Regions from separate parts of the Mus musculus genome. Here all the other regions are linked to region 4. A link is a contact called in public Hi-C and promoter capture Hi-C data. All regions are on one chromosome and are shown on one strand. Each heading gives the region's core, a stretch centred on a gene start, on an enhancer-like site or on the middle of the called end of the contact. The rest is flanking DNA. Distances are from core to core; before and after follow the strand shown.

The links. Promoter capture Hi-C pulls out the DNA fragments that hold promoters and counts their contacts. Hi-C and Micro-C count contacts between places; a contact is called where the count stands out from the background.
Region 1: a promoter capture Hi-C map of liver shows a contact between it and region 4, with 4 times the contacts expected there. The contact joins the promoter of Cfap77 here to the promoter of Wdr5 in region 4. A contact is called at or near these places in 5 of 39 promoter capture datasets (cranial neural crest, hippocampal neurons, liver and 1 more) and 2 of 9 other capture datasets (adipose tissue and pancreatic islet).
Region 2: a promoter capture Hi-C map of pre-B cells shows a contact between it and region 4, with 4 times the contacts expected there. The contact joins the promoter of Setx here to the promoter of Wdr5 in region 4. A contact is called at or near these places in 5 of 39 promoter capture datasets (embryonic stem cells, fetal liver, hippocampal neurons and 2 more) and 2 of 115 datasets of contacts at active chromatin or transcription factors (embryonic stem cells and pancreatic cancer cells).
Region 3: a Hi-C map of B cells shows a contact between it and region 4, with 6 read pairs. The contact joins the promoter of Sec16a here to the promoter of Wdr5 in region 4. A contact is called at or near these places in 2 of 39 promoter capture datasets (liver and pre-B cells), 2 of 484 Hi-C or Micro-C datasets (B cells and embryonic stem cells) and 1 of 115 datasets of contacts at active chromatin or transcription factors (pancreatic cancer cells).
Region 5: a contact with region 4 is called in a Hi-C map of B cells, with 6 read pairs. The contact joins the promoter of Camsap1 here to the promoter of Wdr5 in region 4. A contact is called at or near these places in 2 of 39 promoter capture datasets (the HPC-7 cell line and liver), 1 of 484 Hi-C or Micro-C datasets (B cells) and 1 of 9 other capture datasets (liver).
Region 6: a promoter capture Hi-C map of liver shows a contact between it and region 4, with 2.8 times the contacts expected there. The contact joins the enhancer-like site here to the promoter of Wdr5 in region 4.
Region 7: a promoter capture Hi-C map of hippocampal neurons shows a contact between it and region 4, with 3 times the contacts expected there. The contact joins the promoter of Tsc1 here to the promoter of Wdr5 in region 4. A contact is called at or near these places in 6 of 39 promoter capture datasets (erythroid cells, fetal liver, hematopoietic stem and progenitor cells and 2 more), 1 of 484 Hi-C or Micro-C datasets (embryonic stem cells), 2 of 115 datasets of contacts at active chromatin or transcription factors (embryonic forebrain and extraembryonic endoderm stem cells) and 1 of 9 other capture datasets (adipose tissue).

What each region holds. Positions count from the first base shown.
Region 1 is chr2:29,053,461-29,056,544 of GRCm38.p6, forward strand. It overlaps Cfap77 (cilia and flagella associated protein 77), which reads right to left and starts at 1,606. Exons shown (of 6, transcript NM_001166705.1): 1 at 1,354-1,606. The coding sequence starts at 1,548.
Region 2 is chr2:29,123,682-29,126,658 of GRCm38.p6, forward strand. It overlaps Setx (senataxin), which reads left to right and starts at 1,311. Exons shown (of 26, transcript NM_198033.2): 1 at 1,311-1,868; 2 at 2,171-2,282.
Region 3 is chr2:26,443,717-26,446,596 of GRCm38.p6, forward strand. Sec16a (SEC16 homolog A, endoplasmic reticulum export factor) reads right to left here and starts at 1,500. Exons shown (of 30, transcript NM_153125.2): 1 at 1,359-1,500. It overlaps 0610009E02Rik (RIKEN cDNA 0610009E02 gene), which reads left to right and starts at 2,208. Exons shown (of 3, transcript NR_152209.1): 1 at 2,208-2,484.
Region 4 is chr2:27,513,472-27,516,687 of GRCm38.p6, forward strand. Wdr5 (WD repeat domain 5) reads left to right here and starts at 1,676. Exons shown (of 14, transcript NM_080848.2): 1 at 1,676-1,809.
Region 5 is chr2:25,981,883-25,985,037 of GRCm38.p6, forward strand. Camsap1 (calmodulin regulated spectrin-associated protein 1) reads right to left here and starts at 1,400. Exons shown (of 18, transcript NM_001372499.1): 1 at 900-1,400. The coding sequence starts at 1,056.
Region 6 is chr2:28,829,117-28,832,113 of GRCm38.p6, forward strand. Gtf3c4 (general transcription factor IIIC, polypeptide 4) reads right to left here. Exons shown (of 5, transcript NM_172977.3): 3 at 1,386-1,516. Among named protein-coding and RNA genes, the nearest start is that of Gtf3c4, 9.7 kb to the right of the region's middle. Within about 2 kb of position 1,680, at least 9 of the 459 cell types and tissues checked have an H3K27ac peak or open chromatin away from gene starts, as enhancers often do. A contact at or near this core is called in liver, where this site is marked.
Region 7 is chr2:28,639,420-28,642,646 of GRCm38.p6, forward strand. It overlaps Tsc1 (TSC complex subunit 1), which reads left to right and starts at 1,814. Exons shown (of 23, transcript NM_022887.4): 1 at 1,814-1,871.

The sequences.
Region 1 (3,084 bases), core at 356-2,855, 1.5 Mb after region 4:
CCTTCCTCTCATATAAGGAGCTGCACACTAGTGACACCTGATTAAAGCAATGTTGGACTTGATGCACCAGGGCAGGGAGATACGGAGGGGGGACTGCCCTCTCAGAGGGGAGGGGAAGAGAGAGGAACTCTTCGAGGGAGGACAGGGGTCGGGAGAGGGCAGCATTTGGGAGATAGATAGATAGATAGATAGATAGATAAAAGCACTGTTGGAATTTTATCAGGACACCCATTGATAGGCACTGATAGGCCTTGATTTCCTCCTTGGCCTAAGGCAGTGAATTCCAACTCTCTGTCCCAGGTACCTGCTAAGATCAGGAATCCAAGAAGTAAGCAAAACTTGTTCCACTGTGGAAACATCTCAGAGGGGCCAGTGCTAAGGATGCTGCTTCATGGGTTCCCTGTATCTAGCTTCTGTCCTCCTGGGAGCATTAATTAGCCCAGAAAGGTCTAACAATATAGGTCTGCCTATAGTCAAAGAACCCATCAGCATGCCCATACCTCTATGGAACCTGGAAACCGAGGTCAATTTTTAGAAGCACACTGCCCTCTAGCGGCACAAGATAAATTTGCGCCACTAAACTTCAACTTTACTTTTTCGGTCTCCCGGCGCCTAAAGAGGCAGAGCCACGGCCACGTGTAGGTTTTTTTTGGGTTTTGTTTTTGTTTTTGTTTTTCGAGACAGGGTTTTTCTATAGCCCTGGCTGTCCTGGAGCTCACTTTGTAGACCAGGCTGGTATCGAACTCAAAAATCCGCCTGCCTCTGCCTCCCAAGTGCTGGGATTAAAGGCGTGCCCCACCACGCCCGGCCCAAGTGTAGTTTTTAGCCAGACAGGAAAACAGACAAAAGTGCGGAGGACCAGCACCGAAAGGGAAAGTGATCTGTCTATAAACGCTGCTCCCACGCAAGTGCCAGCCACGCCTCCTAGAGGGCTTTGAATCTCACACCCCCAGCACACTTAAGATGGTGTTGTGATACTTTCCCGACAGTCAGTCCCAGAGCACCTGCTGCATAGTAGACCAGAGGTGCTGGGGAAGATGGATCTTGGGTGGCAAGGGCATGGATGGGTGCCTGAGACCTGTCTGTCACCCTGTGGGTACGAGCCCGGTAGAGATTGCCCTATCCATAGTCTTTCCCAGTAGTGGGGAAAGACCCCGCTAACGTGTGCCACTTGAGGACACTGAGGTTCCTGGACTGGCTACGACTGCAGAGGGTCCAGGAGGCCTGTTTCACCCAGAGCAAGTTTCCTACACTGCGCCCAAACCCTGGGCCCCGGGTCCCGAGAGTTCAGCAGCTGGAACCCATCGGCGGCGTCGGTGCCCGCGGAGGGGATGATCGTGCCCAGGCGCTCACCTTGACGATGAGCGGGTTCTGAAACATGGAGTCACGCACGACCCCCAGCCTTTCGTTCTCCATGCCCGTACGGATGTCGACCACCGTCAGCGGCCGTCGGGGCGGCGGGCAGATCTGGCTGACCGTGCGATGCACGGGCTGCTTCTTCTTTTTCCATGCCGTGAGGTCTTTCCCGGGTTTCGCCGGATCAGGCATCCCAGGGGCCTCCGGGATTAGACCTTGGCTGCAAAGCCCACAGAGTTCTGCGCTGTCTGAGGACTCCAGCCCCGAGCGAGCGCGCGCTCCGGGCTGCACCACGGGGACCCTGGGGTGCACCTCGCGGCAAGGCAGGCTCCGGAGCAGAGCGCGCCCACCTGCGGAGCCTCTGTCCAAAGCTTAAACCCCGCCAGTTCTTCGGAGTGATTTGGGCACCTCGCAGCAGACTGAGAGAGGGAAGAGTGTCTACACTACCCCTTTCGGAAAAATGGAACGTCCCGTCTCCTTGGTGACAAGACGCCAACAGCTCAAGAGCTTCCGGTTTTCTTTCTAGAAATTCTTAGCAACCACAGAGACCTTTTAGACCTGTCTCAAATCAACATAGAAAAACCCAAGAATCAAATCTAGGTTGTGTTAAAAGAGAAGAGGTTTTAGAGGATCACTTATCCTTGGCTTCCACCCTCTAACTACCCTACTCTAGTTACAGTTCCCTCCCAAGGGAATCTTTTCTTCTTCTTCTTCTTCTTCTTCCTTCTTCTTCTTCTTCTTCTTCTTCTTCTTCTTCTTCTTCTTCTTCTTCTTCTTCTTCTTCTTCTTCCTTCTTCTTCTTCTTCTTCTTCTTCTTCTTCTTCTTCTTCTCCTCCTCCTCCTCCTCCTCCTCCTCCTTCTCCTTCTTCTTCTTTTCTTCTTCTTTTCTCCTTTTCTTCTTCTTTTCTTCTTTTCTTCTTCTTTTCTCCTTCTTTTCTTCTTCTTTTCTCCTTTTTTCTTCTTCTCTTCTTTTCTCCTTCTTTTCTTCTTCTTCTCTTCTTCTTTTCTTCTTCTTTTCTCCTTCTTTTCTTCTCTTCTTCTTTTCTCCTTCTTTTCTTCTTCTCTTCTTCTTCTCTTCCTCCTCCTCCTCCTCTTCTTTCTCCTCCTCCTTCTCCTCCTCCTTCTTCTTCCTTCCTTTCTTCTTCTTCTTTTCTCCTTCTTTTCTTCTTCTCTTCTTCTTCTCTTCCTCCTCCTCCTCCTCTTCTTTCTCCTCCTCCTTCTCCTCCTCCTTCTTCTTCCTTCCTTTCTTCTTCTTCTTCTTCTTCTTCTTCTTCTTCTTCTTCTTCCTCCTCCTCCTTCTTCCTTCTTCCTTCTTCTTCTTCTTCTTCTTCTTCTTCTTCTTCTTCTTCTCTCTCTCTCTCTCTCTCTCTCTCTCTCTCTCTCTGGGATATGGTACTAACACAGTCGTACTGCAATAGAAATATGCATTCTTAGGCTTGAGGTCAATGCTAATTCAGTGGGTGGTCCCAAGCCAGTTTCCCTGTTGGACACTTCCTCCCACCTCGAAAGAAAAAAAAAATATGGATTAGATCAATAGTGTCTGACTCTGGAATCAAATGGAGGGAAACTGAAAAAGATCATCAGGTTTGGTTCACTGAGTAAGAATATCTGAAAATAAGGCCGGGGAGATGGCTCGGGGTGTGAAGGCACCTGCCTCTAAGCCTGACAACCCAGTTTGTTTCTCAGGACCCATATGGTGAAAAGAGATCCCACCCATTCCAAGTTGTC
Region 2 (2,977 bases), core at 61-2,560, 1.6 Mb after region 4:
AGCGTCAGACTTGTGTTTCTTACACTCAAGAGTAACTTAGCATTTATGTCCTTTCACGAATAAAGCATGGTATATTGCTGAAGTCTGAAATCTGGGTTACGAATTCTGCCAGGATCTGTATCATCAGGGACAAGGAACTGCGGGTAGTTTCTATCATTTCCCCTCATTTCTGAAAATTTCAGTTAGCTATCAAGAGTCTTGTTTAAAAAAAAACTATCATAAATGTGTTACTTTAAAAACCATGCATACATATAGTGCTTCTAGTTTGAAACCACTTTCTGCAACTTTGATTTTGATAGAAACCTTTGACGAAATGAAAAAAAAGGGGGGGGGGAGAAAATAACGGTCAGCTTCAACTGCCGCTTCCTGATTGGCTAAAGCCCCTCTAACGGTCATCTGCTGCCTTATAAACCACACCCCCTTTTCTGGAACGTTCCTTAGAGCTTTACCCTCGTGCTTCAGGCGCTGGCTTCTCATTCTGCGTTAAGGTTCTCCAGGGTAGGAAGGTCTCTGACCCACCTGCCACCTCTAAGAGCCTTGTTCTTTTCTGTGGCGTTGGCAATGGAACCCAGTGTTACAGTGTGACAGGTGAGTGCTCCTGAGTTACTTTCTTGCACACTTTCCTTTAAAAAAAAAAAAAAAAGGAAAAAAAAAAAAAGAAAAAGAAAGAATGTTAACTTTTAATTTTTGGTTAATTTAGGCCTCCAAATCGCTGACCTCCAGGTCTGGAGTTGAAACCTCATCACACCCTTTCCTTTTTAAAAAAAAGAATTATTTTAATTTTAAAATTTTGGTGAATGTAATGTAGGCCTCGAAATCGCTTTCTGTACGAGGCTGGCCTTTGGGCCTGGATGCGCTGGCTTTAAGCCTTCTGAGTACAGGGACCACAGGCTGCCGGGCTTGTAAAGTGATTTGTTTTTTTCCTAAATTCCGTTTTTGAGGAGGAGAGGTTTTGGGCCACCCAACTGTCCTTTGGGAAATCTGACATGACTGTGTTCCATTATCGGAGCCTGTTCTGGGTCGGAAACGGGCAGAGCCCTCGACTTGGGGCGCCCTTGCAGAATCACGCACACATTTTATTGTTTAGGTTTCGGACGGAAACGTGACAGACGTCGCGGACGTTGGGGAGCGGAAGAGCCCAAAGGGAACCAGCAGGTAAGCATCTCCCCGAAGAGGGTCGGGGAAGGGGCGGGGTGAGAAAGGGGGCGGGACGAGGAAAGGGGCGGGGACAGGCTCCTCGGCTAATTTACCGCTCCTTTGGACGGGAGTCCTTGATTGGTCGGACTTACCCCCCTCGTTCCGGAAGTGACGCCACTCAGCGGTCAGGCCGGTTGTTCCCCGCTGCTGCACTTTCCACCTCCCGTCCGCCCCCATGGTCCGCCCCCTTGGTGTACCACAACAAGCCGGCTCTGGCGGGGGCGGGCTGAGGGCGGGGTCCGCTCTCGCGGCAGCGGCGGGTTGGGCGTTGGGCGTCGCCTTGCCCTTCCGTCTGCTGTTCTAGCGGGGGGCATGGAGGTGGGTTAGCGCGCTGCAGCCGGGCCTAGCCGGGGTGAGACGCGCCGCGGACAAGCCGCGAGCGGGCGAACGAGCAGGAGAGGAGAGCGCGTGCGCGGTGAGGGGCGCGCGGCTTACTGCCGTTGGGAACTTGCGCGCGGCCTGCGGGAGCGGGCGCCTGCTGTGACCCTTCTGGAGAGCTGCGTTTGGTGAGAGCGGCGGCTTGCCGCTGCTACCAAGGGCGGGCAGCGCTTGGTGTTTCCTGCAAGCGAGGCCCGCCCCCGGATCTCTGCTGTTCTGGCATCAGCACCGCCGGCCCTGGGCAACGATGTACAGCGAGGACCCTTAGCTTCGGGGCGAGGGAGGCCTCCCGGGTAAGGATCCGACCCTCTGTCCTGGCGTCGCTTCCGCATGGGCACCCGGACGCCCTCCCCGCCGTACCAGGCGTTGCGGTGTGGACAGCCTCCCGTACGCCCACAGCGGATGTGATCAAGTGCCTATTTGGCCCCTGGAGGAGAACAGTCCCTAGGGAAGTTGGGGGGGGGGATCAGTGTTAAGCCGTTCCCCCCAGTAGTGTGTGGATCTAACCTGACCTAGGTAACTCATTAGATGACACAAGGCCCAGGTGAGATGCATAATGTAAGGGACATTTTATCAGTTTTTATTTTAATTTCAGAAATGTTCTTTTTGGGGGCCAAAGTGTGAATCTGTCTGAATGCAGAGCCACATCTCACAGATAAGCCCAGCAATCACAAAGAGCATCACTTCTCTGTAGGACCTTGGTCAAGGTAATTGTCTTATTAAACAATAACTTCTTTTTTAGTTATTTGATAAGTACTAGAGTTAAAAATGTGGCATAGATCCATACCTTGACATGCCCTCTTCTGGTGTGTCTGAAGATAGCTACACTGTACTCATATAAATAAAACAAATCTTTAATTTTTTTTTTAAAATAAGTCTAATGTGTGCAGTAACCTCTGGCAGCATTTTGTTAGGAATTTTTGGAGGTAGGTCAGGTGAGGCAGAGAGATTAGACTTAGTAATTCGGGCAAATGATGAAAGAATAGGAAGACTCAAGAAAGGAGGAGTGCTAGACTCAGATGCAGCAGAGGAGAGGGACAAGGTGATCCTGAGGTTACTGCTCTAGAGATGGAGTTGGTGTCAGCACTCTCAATGGAGCACTTAGTGAAATATTTATTTTTTTAATAATTTACTTTTTATGCATATTGGTGTTTTGCCTGCATGTGTCTGTGTGAGGGTGTCAGATCTCCTGGACTGGTCGTTACCGGGAATTGAACCTGGGACCTCTGGAAGAGCATCCTGTGCTTTTAACCCCTGAGGCATCTCTCCAGCCCATACCTTGTCCTCTAGGCTCCAGATGCCTATACTCCACTTTTTCTGCTGTTCTTCTGGTCATCTCATGGTACTGGCATCTCCAAAACACTGTTCCGCTGTAGCTAGGCTTCACCAATAGCCTCTCATA
Region 3 (2,880 bases), core at 250-2,749, 1.1 Mb before region 4:
ACCAACAGAAAGATAATGAACTGCCTACTACTTATCTCAGGATTATAGACACTTTTATTCTGTTCAGCCAGTTATCTACTTTTCAAAAAAGCACCTGTTTCAGTGAGACCTACTGATCTCAGATGCATTATTCATGAACCCAGCTCTGTAGCTCAACTACCTCACATCTCTATACATACTTACACAAGACATTTTAAGTATGACTCTATGTGACTGAGGTATTTTAAACATCCCCTGATCCTTTCACTGCCAGCCTTAACAGCTGTAAACTGTAGAACACAGGGGAACCCAAGAACATTAGTGAGCTCCACTCGCCAACAATCTCCCCCATGGTGACTGTCTGTGATACTCTTATCAGACAGACAAGATAAACACCTCCCTTCTAAGTCAAAATCTGAGCCGGAACCCTTTAAATGTTGAAGAAGGCATTTGCAGAAGAGAAAAAGCTATACACTATGTGAGGAAGACACACAGGAAACATGGACATTCATGTTTGCTTATAAAAGCAAGACGGGATACCAAAATCTGCAAGACATGAGCACTGAAACCCTAGGAAGGGAACGTGGACAACGTGTAAGGAAGCTGCACTGTGCTGCACCTTGCAAAAGGACCTGAAGGAACAGTAATCTGTGAGTCTGCTGTTTCTTACTGCCAAACTCAGAATGGAAAACGCCTCTAGTCAACACTTTTGAAAGGAAATCTTTCCTTCAGTGCGCGACCATCCTACATGCCATTTAAAAACCTGTGTAAGCACAACAGCCAGAGTTATCTACAGGACGCTCCACAGCCAAGCCGACATTTTTCTACACCTTGGTAAAAAACAAATCACGACCTCCCTTGCGACATCCTGCTCCGCCGGCCAAGAGATTACAAATAAACGCTGCTACTCCCTGTTTCAAATGAAAATGTGTCCCATGATCATCAACTTCTGAGGAAGTCTTCGAGCCAACGAGAATCAAATATCTTCAGAACCCAGCAAAAGTCAAGCTTGGCAATTTCCTGCACTTTCTTCGTTTTAAATGAGTTGCGGGCTTCCTCGGAGGTGTCACAGTCTGGCCATGTTAACACACCTTCCCCAGCGGCCAACCAGTTCCCGAAGCCCTGACCAGGTATCTGTCTCCCGTCAGGTCTGGGAAACCACGAGCCCCTTAGACAACCCACCAAGGCGACACGGCCCGTAACCTGTCCGGTGTCTCAGCACCAGGCGGCCCGGTACTGTCGTTCTCCCCAGGCCTGACTGTGTCTCTTTAAATGCGCTCGCCACTCCGGGCTAGGCCCGATGCTCACTGAGCCTGCTTGGCCTCCGCAGCCTCGCCCACCCTCGGGCCTCCACCGTGCTCCATACACTCAGCCCTCACCCTGTGAGCTGTGGTTGGCTTCTCAGGCGCCGCGAACTGAAACCCAGCCGGCGACGGCGGCGGCAGTAGGGGGAACTAGCGCGTTCCCAGCAGCAGCCGCAGCCATCTTGGCACATCCGGCTCCAGGTGCCGCCGCCGACGTGTCCGAAGGAGACGTCAGCGCGCCCCGCCCCTTAATTGCCCCTCCTCTTGCTTCTTCCAGTCTTTCGCTGCTTCACCCATTGCCCCGCCCCCCCTGCCCGGCCCTCTTGGCCGCGCTCCGTACACGTCTTCGGCGCGTCAATCATACCACGCCCCCTTGGGCTCCGCCCCCTCTCCCGTCCAGTTTTGCACTGCTTCATCCTTTTGTTCCGCCCCCCAGGAGCTGCCCCGCCCATTCCCCTTAAGAGCCTTTCGTAGTGTCCCTTTTGACTCCGCCTTTCGTTCGTCTCCAGTCTTTTGCCGCCTCATCTCTTCGTCCCACCCATAGGCCCGCCCCTCTTGCGTCAGTCACTTACAGCTCCACCCCCGTGGCCCCGCCCTCACCCACTTGCGGAGCCAGGAGCGCGGGCCCCGCCTCTTCACGTCGCCCTGGTTACGCTGGTTCTGTCCTACAGTCTTCCTGTTCTAGGATTTGACTGGACAGGATTCTTCAATCCAGATCCCCGGGGAGAATCAGTCTTGAAAAACCAAAGCCAGAAGTTCCGCTGAGTCCAGAGCCCCAGCGGGCCCTCTCGCTTGCCCCCTCCCCATTTTTCCGTTGGGTTCTCTTGGTTGCCGGCGGGGGCGACTACGCGTGCGCCACCCTGCTCGAGTAGCTAGGCGGTCGACTTCTGCGGGCTGGACAGGCGCGTGCGCGGAGCTGTACCCGTTGCTTGGCTACGGCTCTTTGCTGGAGCCTGCCCGGCGCAGTTCGCGTGATTAAGCAAATGCCTTTCCTGGTGCTAGTAGGAACTCTCACCACCACCACCCCCATTCCCCTCCAACCTTTGCTAGAGGAGAGAAGCCAGAGCCTGGAGGCCAAGTCCTTCAAACTCCATTGCGACTCCTCCCGGCAGGGCGCGGCCTAAAGCCCACGGCGGAACGCTGGACTTAGACCAGGGATGTCAGCAGGTCTGTCTGTCGGAGCAGAGGCTCTCCGGAAAAGGTGGGTGCTGTCATCGGGGAAGTGACCAGGCCTGGCTCCCTCACCTGTACTCCAGAGAGCGTGAGAAGGCGGTGCCCCTGCGAAGCCGCCTGGTCAGTGGCGAACCCAGAGGCAGGGAAGGAGGGAGTGTGGTGGAGCTGGCCAGCGCTCAGACACGCAAGCATAGCCGGGAGAACTGAGGGCCAGCTTCATGTCCTCTGACGTGGCACTGTGGGTCACTCTGTAAAGCTAACATTTATCTTTAGAGAGCCAGGTTTCCAAACTCTTTCTGAACACATGGTAGACTCAACTTTAAGTCCCTAAAAAGAAGCAGCAACCCCAACCCTAGGATGGCTAGAGCTAAATAATAGCAAGGCCTCGTCTAAATAAATAAACAAACAAATAAATAAATAATAA
Region 4 (3,216 bases), core at 426-2,925:
TCTGCTTCCCGAGTGCTGGGATTAAAGGCGTGCGCCACTACGCCCGGCCCTACATAACTGTGTTTTTAAAGATATCAAAATTCTTACTACAGATCCAGTGTGAGTAAAAGTTGGAAATCTGGGGCTTCTGGGTCAGGACCCCTTATCCTTTGAGCCTTCCATGCTGGTCTTGAAGTTCTAATATTTCTGCCTCTAACTATCTAATACTTGTGCTGTTGCACTTGGTTTATGAGTGTTGGGGATTGGCTCCAGGGCTTCTTGCATGCTATGCATACACTTTACCTGGATTTTCAGCAATTCCTTTGGCTGGAATTTTGAAAAGGCCACATCTTAGGTAGAGCCGGGATGAGGATGGAGGTGGACAGGTTTGAATGTTATCTGAGAGGTGGGTGGCAGAGGATTAGGTTTGGTTTCCAGTCCGGTTAGCTAGGCAGATACGGAGATGTTATTCTTACCATCCCATGCTCCACTCCATCCAGGGCTCCTGGCATAGGTCTGTTAGACACACAGATTCGTCTGAACTGTTTCTGTGCCTTTAGCAGGAGATTCCAGGCCAATGTCAGTCTTCTCACACTCTTGTAGCTATGGCAACCACACACTCTCCATTCTCAAGCTTCAGTTGCTTAGTCCCTCCCTCTGCACAGGTTCCCCACGCGTTATATTTGATATTCCCAGACTGGAAGATGAGGCTGCACAGGTCATAGCCACCTCCAAGAGTCTAAGACCATGTGAGTTAGACAGTGAAGTGAGAGGTGCAGACCTGGCTCCAGGTTCTCCTTCTGTCCCTGTGTCCTCCTCTCTGGGTGTTTTCCCCGTTAGTGACAGGAGTAGAGGTGGTCCAACAGGAAAGAGGGCTGTCAAAACTTTGCTAACTGCAGGCCGGCCAGCCTGCTAGGGGCTGTCTTGTGAAAATGAGATAAAGCCTTTAAAATGGAGCTCCAGAGCCACACAGGAGCCAGATTGTAGTGGATGCTGTGGCTGCCTGGAATGTGAACTGCCTGAGCCTACATTCAGGTGCAACTGCATCGTTCCAGATGCATGCATAGCTGGAGGACTTGGAGCCCCTGTGTTAGGGACACTTGCCTTTCCTGTCCACATTCTTTCTTGTTTGTCTTCTAAGTCAGGTAGCTCCTCTCTTGTCAGCGTGCAGGCTTCCTTCTCTACAGTAGTGCCCTGCCTTCCCTGGACACTACTGTAGATCTCTCCCTGCAGCGGTAGCTCCTAAGACCTTTTTCGGAGTGTGTCTGTGTGGGGTGGTGGTGGTGGTACAGCGTAGCCTCCTTATGGCCCTGTAGAAGAGAGGCAAGTATGTTCAATTTGAGCTGTGGTTTGCAGCGGCAGGAAGCCCCCCGCCTTGCGGTAGGCTGGGGAGGCCGCAGGAGCTCCGGACTTCCGGACCTCGTGGACATCCACCAGTGGCACCAAGAGGTTTCCCAACAGTCCTGGGCAGGCACGGGCCAGCACAGGCAAATTGTAACTGTTAGCTTGGCTACACAGCCTAGAATAACAGGAGAGGCACCTAAGCACGTTCTCACCCATCTTTAATTCTAGAGTGCTCCAGTCTGCAGTTACCGAACACCAGTAGCGGTCAAATAGGAAGCGAGAACCACAGACGGCCCCTTTAAGGCGCTCCGCCTCCTCTAGTTTTTCTGACCCTCGTCGCCGCCCGTTGTCCCGCCCCTCGCGCACGCGCAATCCCTCCCGCCTCCCGCGCCGCTGCCGCCTAGTCCAGCAGATCGTCTGCTCTCGCGCGTAGGGCTAGCCGACGCGACGCCAGAGCGCCCGGCCCCGCCGCCGCGGCCCCGGCAGGTAAGCGAGAAACCCGGTCCCGCGGGCGCGAGGCGAGCGGCGGCCACGAGGGCCCTCGGGCTCCGGGCTCCACAGCGCCGCACGTGTTCCGAGGGCCTCGGGCCGGGCCGGACGCCGCATTTGCGGCCGCGCCCCGACCCCGCCGCCCCTTGTGGCCGCCACGGCCCGCTACTTCCACTGCGGCCCCTGCTACGCCCCTAGACCCTTAGTCCTGCGAGCTTCTCGAGACTCACACCTCAGACTGGCGTCACTGGGAGTGGAATTCTCTGTCTCATCGGGGACACCCAGCCAGCGTCGCGCAGGTTTCCTTGGCCACTTGGCGCCTCTCGTGCTGCGGGCACAACCCTCATTTGTGTCCTAGCGCAAGTTTCTACCTGACTAGGGCTGACCGGTCAAGGGTTTCTGAACATTGTCCGGGACAGCCGGGCAGTTGAGCGCACAGTGGTGTGAAGCCAAGGCTACTAGTACCTAGGTATCTAGGAGCCCAGAGAGGATGGGTTGGAGTTCTTTGTTGGGTTACCTACTGCACTCACCTGAGTGACTGAACCATTCTGTCTTCCCATACTTGTGTACTAGGGTGGAAACCAGGAGTCTACATTTGACTGGAGGGAGACTGATGGCTGCTGCCCTTCCATAGTCAGGCTCACTCTAGTGTAAAGCCCCGGCTGCGGCTGCCGGTTACCTACCTCCTTTGTGGGCAGTGGAGGCCAGCTCCAAACCACCTGCTGAGGATCCTGCTTAACCCAGCTTCCTCCCAGACCTGCCCTCCCCAAGTCCTGCTTTCCTGAGTGCTCTGTCTTGGACTCTACCCTGTGGAATTGGAAAGTGGTGGTCTCCTTTGAGCCGGTTTCAGGTTGATGCTAGCCTCACATTTAACTGCTTTGAATTCCTGAGCCTCCTGAATGCTGTGAGGCAGATTGGCTAATGTTGATATTCTTTCTTTCTTTCTTTCTTTCTTTCTTTCTTTCTTCCCCGTTTTTGTTTTTGTTTTTTGGTTGGTTGTTTGGGGCCCACATCCTTAGAGCTCTTCATCCTTAGAGCTGGAATTAAAGTGGGTGGTGCTACAACTAGTGTCTTCAGATGTTAATATTTGTCTTCCTGAAAGACCCAGCTTATTAACGATGTGATGGGCAGGGCTGGGTGGTGGTGTGCTTGTTGGCAAGGTCATCCACCTGCTGTTAGGTGAATCTCTTTATATGCTAAAAGAAGCTTAGTTCCTAGAGACTTCCCACACTGGAGATAGATCTGCCCTACACTGTTGGCCTTTCATTTCACTGGAGTAGGGAGATGAGATGCTGGTTGAAAGAGACTTTCTAGCCCTTTTCATTACTTAAGTCTCAGCTCCTGTTGCTACCTGTATGGTCCACAAAAGTGGTTGCTATGGGAACTCATGGCCATAGTTGCATT
Region 5 (3,155 bases), core at 150-2,649, 1.5 Mb before region 4:
CAACAGGAATTAACCAAAGGAGATGATGGTTTCTATACAATCTGTATTACACATAATGTATCTTTGGAGTATCCAATAACTTCTGTTCTGTTAAGTACCAAATTTCATAATATATAAACCAGATTGGCTGGAACTCTAGTTTGAGACTAAGTCTCAAACTATCCAGCCTTCTAGTCACCCTGATGCAGTAAGGAACAGCTAAGCAGTGGTTATTTAGGTAAGAGTCTTTCTTGGACTTAGAGGACCAGTCCAATTGCCAGAGAATAACACTGCACATGATAGGCACCCTCCACCCACCGAGACTCAGAGAGCATGGATGACACGCGAACACAGTCCCATGCCTGGACCGACCCTGGGCTACCTCAGCGCTCGCTCACCTGGGCCGCCGCCAGAACAGCAAGACTTGAACTGACACCACGCGAAGGCGCGCCTTGGCCCTGTCACCGGCCTCATTCTCAATCTTGGCTCTGTCTCCATTCCTTGTCCCTAGACCTTACAACCTCCTCCCGTGCGTCTCATCCCCCCAAGACCCGTCAGATCCCCTCTGGTCCCAACCTGCCCCGTCTGTCCAACGTCCGAAACTCTCTGCTCTCATCCCCCAGCATGTCAGTCCCTTTTCTGACCCCTCTGGTCTCATACCTGGTCGTTTCCGTCGGTCTCCCTCTGGTCCCATTCTGCGGCCGTCGCGTTCCCCTCTGGTCCCATCCCCCGTCGTAGTCCGACCCCAGTTCTGGTCCCATACCCCGGCTCCTATACCCGTCCGACACCTCCCGGTCGCATCCGAAACCAGTGCGTTCCCCGTCGGCTCCCCTCTAGTACCATCCTGGAACCGGATTCATTCCCCGTCCGTCTCCCTGTAATCCCATCCCCCGACCCCGGACCCCGCCGCGCCCGCCCACCTAGGCCATAGGCCTTCGCACAGATCCACTGCAGGTTGGCGGCGATCTTGGCCCGCGCCGCGTCGTAGCGGTCCAGCGGCACCAGGTCGGCGCCCTCCGGGGGCGCCTCCATCCTCCTCCAGCCTTCGGCGGCACAGCGACCGCCCGCGTCCACCATCTGCAGACAAAGGCCGCGGCAGCCCGGCCGCAACAAAGACGCCGCCGCCCTCCCGCGCCGCCCGCCCGGGCGCACGGCCCTTACTTCACGGCCGCCGCCGCCACCCAGGCTGCTGCATGCTGCGGGCGCCGAGCCGAGGCCGAGAAGGCGCCGAGCGGGCCGGGCAGGCGGCGGCGGGCAAGCGCCGGCCGAGGAAGGCGCGGGGCAGGCGCGGGGCAAGCGCGGTGCGAGCACGGGCCGGGGGCGGTGGCGGAGGCGCGTGCGCGGCCCAGGAGAAGCGGCAGCTGAGGCGGCGGCCAACGGGTGGGAGCTAACGCGCCGCCGCCGCGTCACGCAGGCGCACTTACCGCCCCCCGCAGCCCCACCTTTCTCCGCAAGCGCAGTAGGCACCGCCCGTAACACCGCCCGCTCGCCCCGCCCTCCTCCTGAAGGCTCCGTACCTGTCCCCTTCTTCAGATGCTCTGGGTACACCCTCAGCCCCGCCCCCAGCCCTGGTCCTGCAGAGTAGGCACGCCCCTCTAACCTAGCCCAGTCCGTGTCCTTAGTAGCTATGGACACACCCTCGGCCCCGCCTCTACTTCGTCCTCAAGGCTGCATACACGCTAGTCCATCCGGCCCCTCCCCGCCCACCCCCCGGCACAGTGGACACGCCCCTGTCCGGATCCCGCGCAGGCGCAGTATTCTCTTCTGAGGGCTAGCCTGTTTCCTAGCAACTTGAGAGACTAATCTCTGGCCTTGATTGAGCCTCAGTCCTGTGTGCAGAGACGTTCGCCTCTACCTCTGGCAAGGCCAGCTCTCTGAGAACTGAGCGCCCTTAGAGTCTGCACCGGTGCTGCATCTGTGGACTGAGATGCCAAGACGTCTCCGCCCGGACTGGCAGAAAGTGGGCGTCGCAGAGTGTGTGCGGCTCGAGAACTGCGCCTGAGATTAGCCCAGAGAAACAATCCCCGCAGCTCTCGGGAGTCCGGAGCAACCGCGAGCTCCGCCTCCTCCTCCTCCTCGGTGGGCACTATCAGATCTCTCAACCAGTTTTGGCATCTAAGGGAAATGGATGCCAGCCTAGGACCATCGTCGCGTGTGACCTGCATTTTAGTGCTTGAAAGGAGCAATAGTATATTTTTGAAAACTGGGTGCGGAAGGAGAAAGATGTCACTGAAGAGCGGACTGTGTGCGCACCAGCCCCTGGGAAGGCTCAGGAACCCTCCGGCCCGGGCGTGGGTGACCTTACTAACCATCATCTGCAAACTTCAAGGTGTTTAACTTCTGTCATTGCCAGAGCCGCCCTATGTATGAAGAAGGCAGTGTGTAGAGTGGATGTTGTACAGGTAGCTGTCCCTCAAGTCCAAGTGCATGTATGATGTAGTCAGAAAGAGCCGCGGATGAGCCTGGGCATGGTATCCCATGATTGTAATCCCTGCAGTGGGGAGACTGGAGGCAGGAGGATCTAGATGAAATTCAAGGCCGGCTTCAGCTACTGGAGATGAGACCCTGTCTCAAAAAACAAAACAAACAAAAAATGGATAGTGGCCTCATGTGGCAAGTATCTTGAACCCAGCACTTGGGAGGCAGAGGCAAGTGCATCTCAGTGACTTCAGAGCCACCCTGTTTCTAATCGAGTTCCAGGTCAGCCAAAACCACATAGTGAGACCCTGTTTAAAATAAAATGAAATAAAAATTGGTTAGGGCTGGGTACCCATGGAGAGACCGAAGAGAATGACATTTGGGCAGAAAGGAGTAAAAAGTGAGCCTAGTGTCTGTCCGAGGAGCAGTAGACTGGGCTGCTATGGTAGGCTGATCTAAACCCCGGTGTGTAAAACCAGCAAGGCTCAGACTTGGGGCCAAAGGTGGTGGGACAGCAGAACTTGGCCGGACTGGGATGGGGCCGGGGGGGGGGGGGTGGAATGCCAGGTAGGTAACAGGACAAACCTGAGAATATAGGAGAGAGAAGAAAGGGGGCCAGGGATGGTGGTCTGATGTTCTGGCTTTGTATTCTGCAGCTCTGAGGAATCCATTTGCTAGTTGAATGGTTTCAGACATGTTATCTGTGGGTAAAGAGCATTCTTACCTCCTTCCTGCCTTGTCTAGAGCCCCAGTGCCCT
Region 6 (2,997 bases), core at 430-2,929, 1.3 Mb after region 4:
TAGATAAATCTAACATTTCTGCTGAGTAGTAGCAGACACTGCTTTAGACTTCTGCGCTCACACAAGTGCCTAGTCCTAAGGAAGGGTATTAGGCAAAGGTATAAAAGTGCCTTGTGTGGTGATGCATGCCTTTGATCCCAGCACTCAGCAGGCAGAGCTTTCTGAGTTCAAGGCCAGCTTGAGCTTCAGGAAAACCCAGCCTTTAAAAAAACAATCAAACAAACAAACAACAAAAAGAATGAAATGGGTTATAAGGAAAAAGCAGCAAAGCAAAGGAATCCTAGCACTAGGTGGAGCACGTGCATATGTGAGAGAAGCTGAGGGAGCATTAGGAAACCGACTGTGTCCCTGCAGATGCCAGCCAGCAGGAGGCCATACTGACCTGAGCAGGTGGCCAGTTCTCCTGAGCTCAGAGCAGACATGAGGTCGTGAAGAGGCAAGAACAGGCTGTGAGAGGCTGCAAGTCTCTGAAAGAGTTTTAGCTTTCCCATCAGACGGTTAGCTCTTGGAGAGCTTTTGTTGGTTCTGTACCTTGCAAATGCTAGAAGTGTGCTCTCAGAGACCCACACCCCAGCCCTAGTGGAGAGTACTGAGGACTGCTGTGACAAGAGCAGACAAAGACTGAGTGTCATAACTACAACTGCAGAGAACTGACTGAGGGCTGAAGTATGGGAACAGCAGGCCCAGGTGGACGATAGCTGTCATCATGTGCATGAACAATGTCAGGGTCTGGGAGAGGGCTATGGAGGCAAAAATGAAGTCAGGGTTTGATTCCACATGAAGTCCCGCAGCAACACTTAAATAAAGATGCCAAGCAGGCAGGAAGTTAACTTGCAAGTCTTGACTGAAGCAGATGCAGGTGTATCTGTGTACAACCAGTAGTAAGAGAACACTTTAGTAATCGTGTGTGACCAAAGGCTAGGCCTAAGGATAGGCACTGTGGAGATGACATAGGAGCTGCACAACCAGAAATGAAGTCAGAGGCTGGAGGAAAAGTAGGAAGCATGGTGTCTTGGGAGAAGGTGATGACACATCTCATGGAGGGAGCAAAATTGAGGGCTCACCAAGGTCACCTCTAAGGCCAGACTAACAGGACAGCATTCTTTCATTATGAAAACTATTGTTTTTGCCATCTGACAACTTCACACACACACAGAGCATTCTGATTATTCTTTCTGATGCCCTCTCATCTCCTCTCCAATGCCTGTTACTATGAAACATAGCCAAAAAAGGCACACAAGTATAATCTACGACCTCAACCCTGCAAGGCAAATGGCAGTCCAAGCAAGCACAGACAGTTGTACCCATCAAGCAGAAGGGCCCTGACCGGTGGTTCCGTGCTGCACAAAACTGAGCCATGAGGGTGAGCAGCCCTGGAGGCTTACCGGAGCCAGATGTGCCCATTGGAACAAACAGCTTGCTTGCGATCTGTGAATGGTAAGATCTCCTTACACAGACTGCAGCGCTCAGGGAAGGTCTGTTTGTTCATCTTCTTGGAGATATGTCCAATCAAGACCTGGTAAGACATCACAGGTGCAGAGTGAAGAGCGAATATGGGTTTCTGGGAGTGAAGGCTACTCACAATGAATACAGGATTGTGCCAGGATAGTAGAGGTATACCTCTACAGCTAAGCTGCTGCCCAAAGAGCTCAAAACCTGCACCTTCAACCAGTATTAACAGCAAAGAAAAGTAAACAGATCCAGCGACCTCAACCAGTAAGGTGGACTTTACTCAAGGGAGAAACCTCTAAAAATCAAGCTCTCCTTTCTTGCTTTGTTTTGGCTGTTTTAGTAGTTTATAGTTTTTACTTATGGTGCTTTCAAAAGGAAATCCATAATCTCCCTAGTGAAAAATGTGACGTCTGTAAAAACATAGAAATGTATAGTCTTTAAAAACATTTCTTTTTAAGATTTTGTTTGTATGTGTGCCACTTGTGTGCAGGTGCCCACAGAGGAGCCCTTGTAGCTGGAGCTACAGTGGCTGTGAATCACCAAGTGGGCACTAGAATACCCTGGGTCCTCTAGAAGAGCAGGAGGTATTTATAACTGCAGACCCTTCCCTCCAGCCCACAAAGTTTAGTCTTTTGTCAGAGTTAAAGTTACTTCCCCTTCTGAGGGCTCTAAGACAGACTGGCCTAGTAGCACCTGAGATAACCGTGAGTGACCCAGCATGGGAGAAATAGGTGCTGTTCTTGGCCTTACTAAGAGTGGTGGTGGTGGTGGTGAGACTGAATGTGGGGCCTTGCAGGCACTGCTACCACTGAACTCCATACCTGTCTCTTTCAATGTTTAATTCTATGACAGGGTGGCAGTAAGCTGTCCAGACAGTCTTGAATTTGCTATACTTACTCCTACCTCAGCCTCTGGAATAGCTGGATTAGACAACAGGCCTGTGCTTCCAGACCTGGTTTAAGATTACATTCTCTAAGAAAAATGTCTGAAAAAATCTATGTCTATTTTATTATTTGCTGACCCCCCCCCCCCCCGGCCACACACACACCATACTGCCTTATAGGCATGGGGTATATATACACCAACCCTTAAGCCACTTCTTTTATTAATAACTCATGTCCTTCCCAGGTTTTAATGTATTTATGCTTTACCTCTTCTGGCAGTTTACAAGATTTAGTAATTTGGTTAATTAACTCACCCAAATCTCAAAGGGCATCTTAACTGCTAATTTGAGCTAGTCATTTCAATTCTTCATATATAACTTACACATTTGTGTGTGTTTGTGTTTGAGAGGGTCTCACTACGTAGCCCTGGCTAGCCTCAAACTCAGAGATCTTCCTGCCTCTGCCTCTTATGTATTGGAGGCATGCACTACCATATCCAGCTTAATTCACAAATTTAAATTACTTCTTGGTCTAAATTTTTTGGCTTTCAGAATTCATTTATAGTCCTTCACATCAAGGACAAACATCTCTTATCCAGACAAGCATAGCATCCCATGTGTGAAGCAGTGACGCTGTCCAGTGTTCTCAAGTAGGGCAGAGT
Region 7 (3,227 bases), core at 564-3,063, 1.1 Mb after region 4:
CCTCTGCCTCCTCTCAATTATTATTATTATTATTATTTTTTTTAATGAGTTTAACTTTCTCTTTAAATAAGACAATTGGGGAAGGGGGCCAAGCTTGAAAAACAGTAACACTTATTTTGGCAAGATAGCAACCAAAATCTAAAGTACAAGCTATTATATCCAAATTAAAAGGCATTAAAGAATAAACCATAATATTGGGGAGAGGGTACACAAACACAAGATACAGTATGTCTAAACATCTTGAAATTATAATTTTAGGGTAAAAGTTGAAAAATTACGCTGTTTTAGCTAGAGATTAAGTGCACCTTTTTTCCTGTTTTTCCCAAATAGAATCAGAGTTTACGATTTAATCACACCTCAAAGCTTTTCTCTCAATACAAAGCAACCACTAAATACACACAAAATACTTATTTGTTAATAATTTCCCTGGCTTATCCAACGTGCAATGCACACGACTTGAAAGACTACAATTTGGGGGTGAGTGTACACAAACTCAATTATCTTAAGGACAAGGAGAGCCTCCTGGATGTATGCTTAGGAGAGAAGTCCTAGTTCCCAAGAAGGCCAGGCGAGGGCGCCATCTCCTCGAACTGGAGTTATAGGTAGTTGGGAGCTGCTGCCATTTGGGTTCTGGGAACCTAACCCTGGTCCTCTGTAAGAGCAACAAATGCTCTTAACGGCAAGGCCATTTCTCTAGCTTCCGCTTATCATCTTTCACTGGGTCTTATTATATAAGTTTAAGTATAATAAAACCCCAAACTCCAACCCAAACCAAAAAACAACAAAATACAGCAACAACAAACCAAAACAAAAAATACACAATGCCAGGTGGTGGTGGTGGTTGTGGCGGCGGCTGCTGGGGCAGCTGCGGCGGTGAACACCTTTAAAGCTAGCACCTTTAAAGCTAGGCAGAGGCAGAAGACTCTCTTGACTTCCAGGCCAGCCTGGGCTACAGAGCAAGTTCCAGGATGGGCAAAGCATAAAGAGAAACTTTGTCTTGGAAAACCTTAATAAATACATAATTAATTAAAAAAATAATACAAATAAGGAAAATAACAGCAAATGAAAACTATATACATTCTGATATCCCTCTAAAAAGCTTTGCACCACAGCCGGCAAGGTTTGAAAAGACTTGACACCTTGTCATGGCATGCAAGTAAATCAAGGTATTCTGACTTTACAACATAAACTGCATCCTCTGACTAAGGCTGGCCTCTACATGTCACTCCACAGACTCTTCTGCAAAGGAAAAAGTGGTGGTGGGGGAAAGCCCCATCCTTTTTGCTGCAATTGACAGGCTGTCCATCCAAGGGGATCCCAGAGGCTCATTTGGAAATAGGAACGCCTACAGGGAGACCCCAAAGGTGGCAGGTGTGCCAAAGACAGAGGGACCTGGCTCGAAAGGGCCAGCGCTCTCCACTGAGCCTAGCCCTGCCAGCTTGTTTTTGACTGTGCTTGTTCCGAGCGCGCGCCTCCTGTCACCATCACGTGGCCGCCCCTCCCCACCCCACCCCTCGGCCGGTCTCGTGGCTCCGCCCTCTGCGCCGGGACTTCTTTCGGCCTCCTTCAGAGTCACAAGATCTCTCAGTGGGCTCCCACCTTCACGATCCTTCCGCCGTCCCCGCCTCCACATTAAAATCTCTTTCGGTTTTATTTATCTCGGCCAGCTTGTATCGTCATAAGTGGTATATCCTGTCCTGTCTGGAGAGGCTGAGACTCTGGCCATCTGGCATTAGGCTCGGAGCGTAGTAGAGACCCGAATAGGGACTCTTTTTCATAGCGGAGGCCCCCGCCGCTCGAGACGCTTCACGCCAGGGGGAGGTGCTGCGCGTCCAAGATGGCGGCGCCCTGTAGGCTGGAGGGACTGTGAGGTAAACAGCTGAGGGGGAGGAGACGGTGGGTGAGTACGGGGGGTGTTTCCCCTTCTTTTCCTTGTGGGCTTTTCGGGGCAGCTCTGGCAGCGTGACCTCACGCTGTGGGGCGCTGCGGAGCGCGTTAGCCGAGTCGGGGGTCCGGGGAAGGGGGTTCGGGGAGCTTCTTCCTCGCCCTCATCGCGCGCTGGCTCCGGCAGGGCTCGGCTTGGGCTGCTGGGGCCCCGGGGAGCTGAGGCGGGCCTGCTCCGTCCGATGGCATGGCTGGCTGCAGCTCCGGGCCCGAGGTGGCCCCGCTAACCCGCCCCCCTCGCTTGCTGCGGTGACAGGCTCCCGCGGGGGTGCGCCGCGCAGGTCAGAGACCCCGGGCCCGGCACGGGGACCCGGGGGTGGGGTCGCGGCTCGAGCCTCTACTGCAGCCGCCGGGGCTGGGGGTGGAGAATGAATGAAGGCCGCCTGTGGGCACTGGAGGCTGCCCGGCGCCCGCCGTCTCGGGGAGAGTGTGCACGGCCGAGTGCTTGGCTCTGGGTGTACTTGTGGGTGTTTAATTGATGCTGGAAGACAGTTACCTCCAAGTCGGCAGAGGTGCTCGTTAGCGACAGCTACCTGCCCAGCCACTGCTGAACGCTCATTCATTCATTTGAGGACCTGGAGGACCCACTGCCTGCGGTCCCAGACACCTTTTTTAGAACCCAAGCACTTTCTTTGTGTTGTGGGTTAGAAGAGTTTGGCTTCTCGCGTGTTGGATTTGGAATGAGAGAGACGTGGGGATGGCGTGGAGTGTGGTCGGCCAGTAATCGCAACTATCGTTTTTTTTTGTTTTTTTTTTTGTTTTTTTTTTGTTTTTTGTTTTTTGGAGAGGGGGAATAGGGGGTGCCTGTGTGACCGAGCACTATTGAAAGTGCTTGGTAGCCATCCTGTCTTTGGTTCTGGACAAAGGAGAAGCAGTCTGCAGCCTTTCTAAATGAAGAAACTGAGGCCTGGAGAGAGTGGAATAATTTGCCCAAGGTCACACCCCCCTATTCTGAGACAGCACTGGAATTGAAGTCCGACTGGTTCCATTTGTCTGTTATTTGATTAAAGGTGGCCTATTATTAAGTGAGTGTAGTTAATCATTTGGCCAAGGTAGGGATATGTGTGTGTGTGTGTGTGTGTGTGTGTGTGTGTGTGGTGAGAGATTTTGAACAGGGTGCATTTGGTTTGTATGTCTTAAGCTTTTGTTTCTTACAGCACGGTGTATTTGGTAATCCAAATTTGGTTACAAAGTATTTTGTATTTTTCCATAAAACCGGTGGTATTCACTGAAAAAAAAAAGGCTGAAATCCTTACTTAAGAAAACGAATATGGAATTAGCAC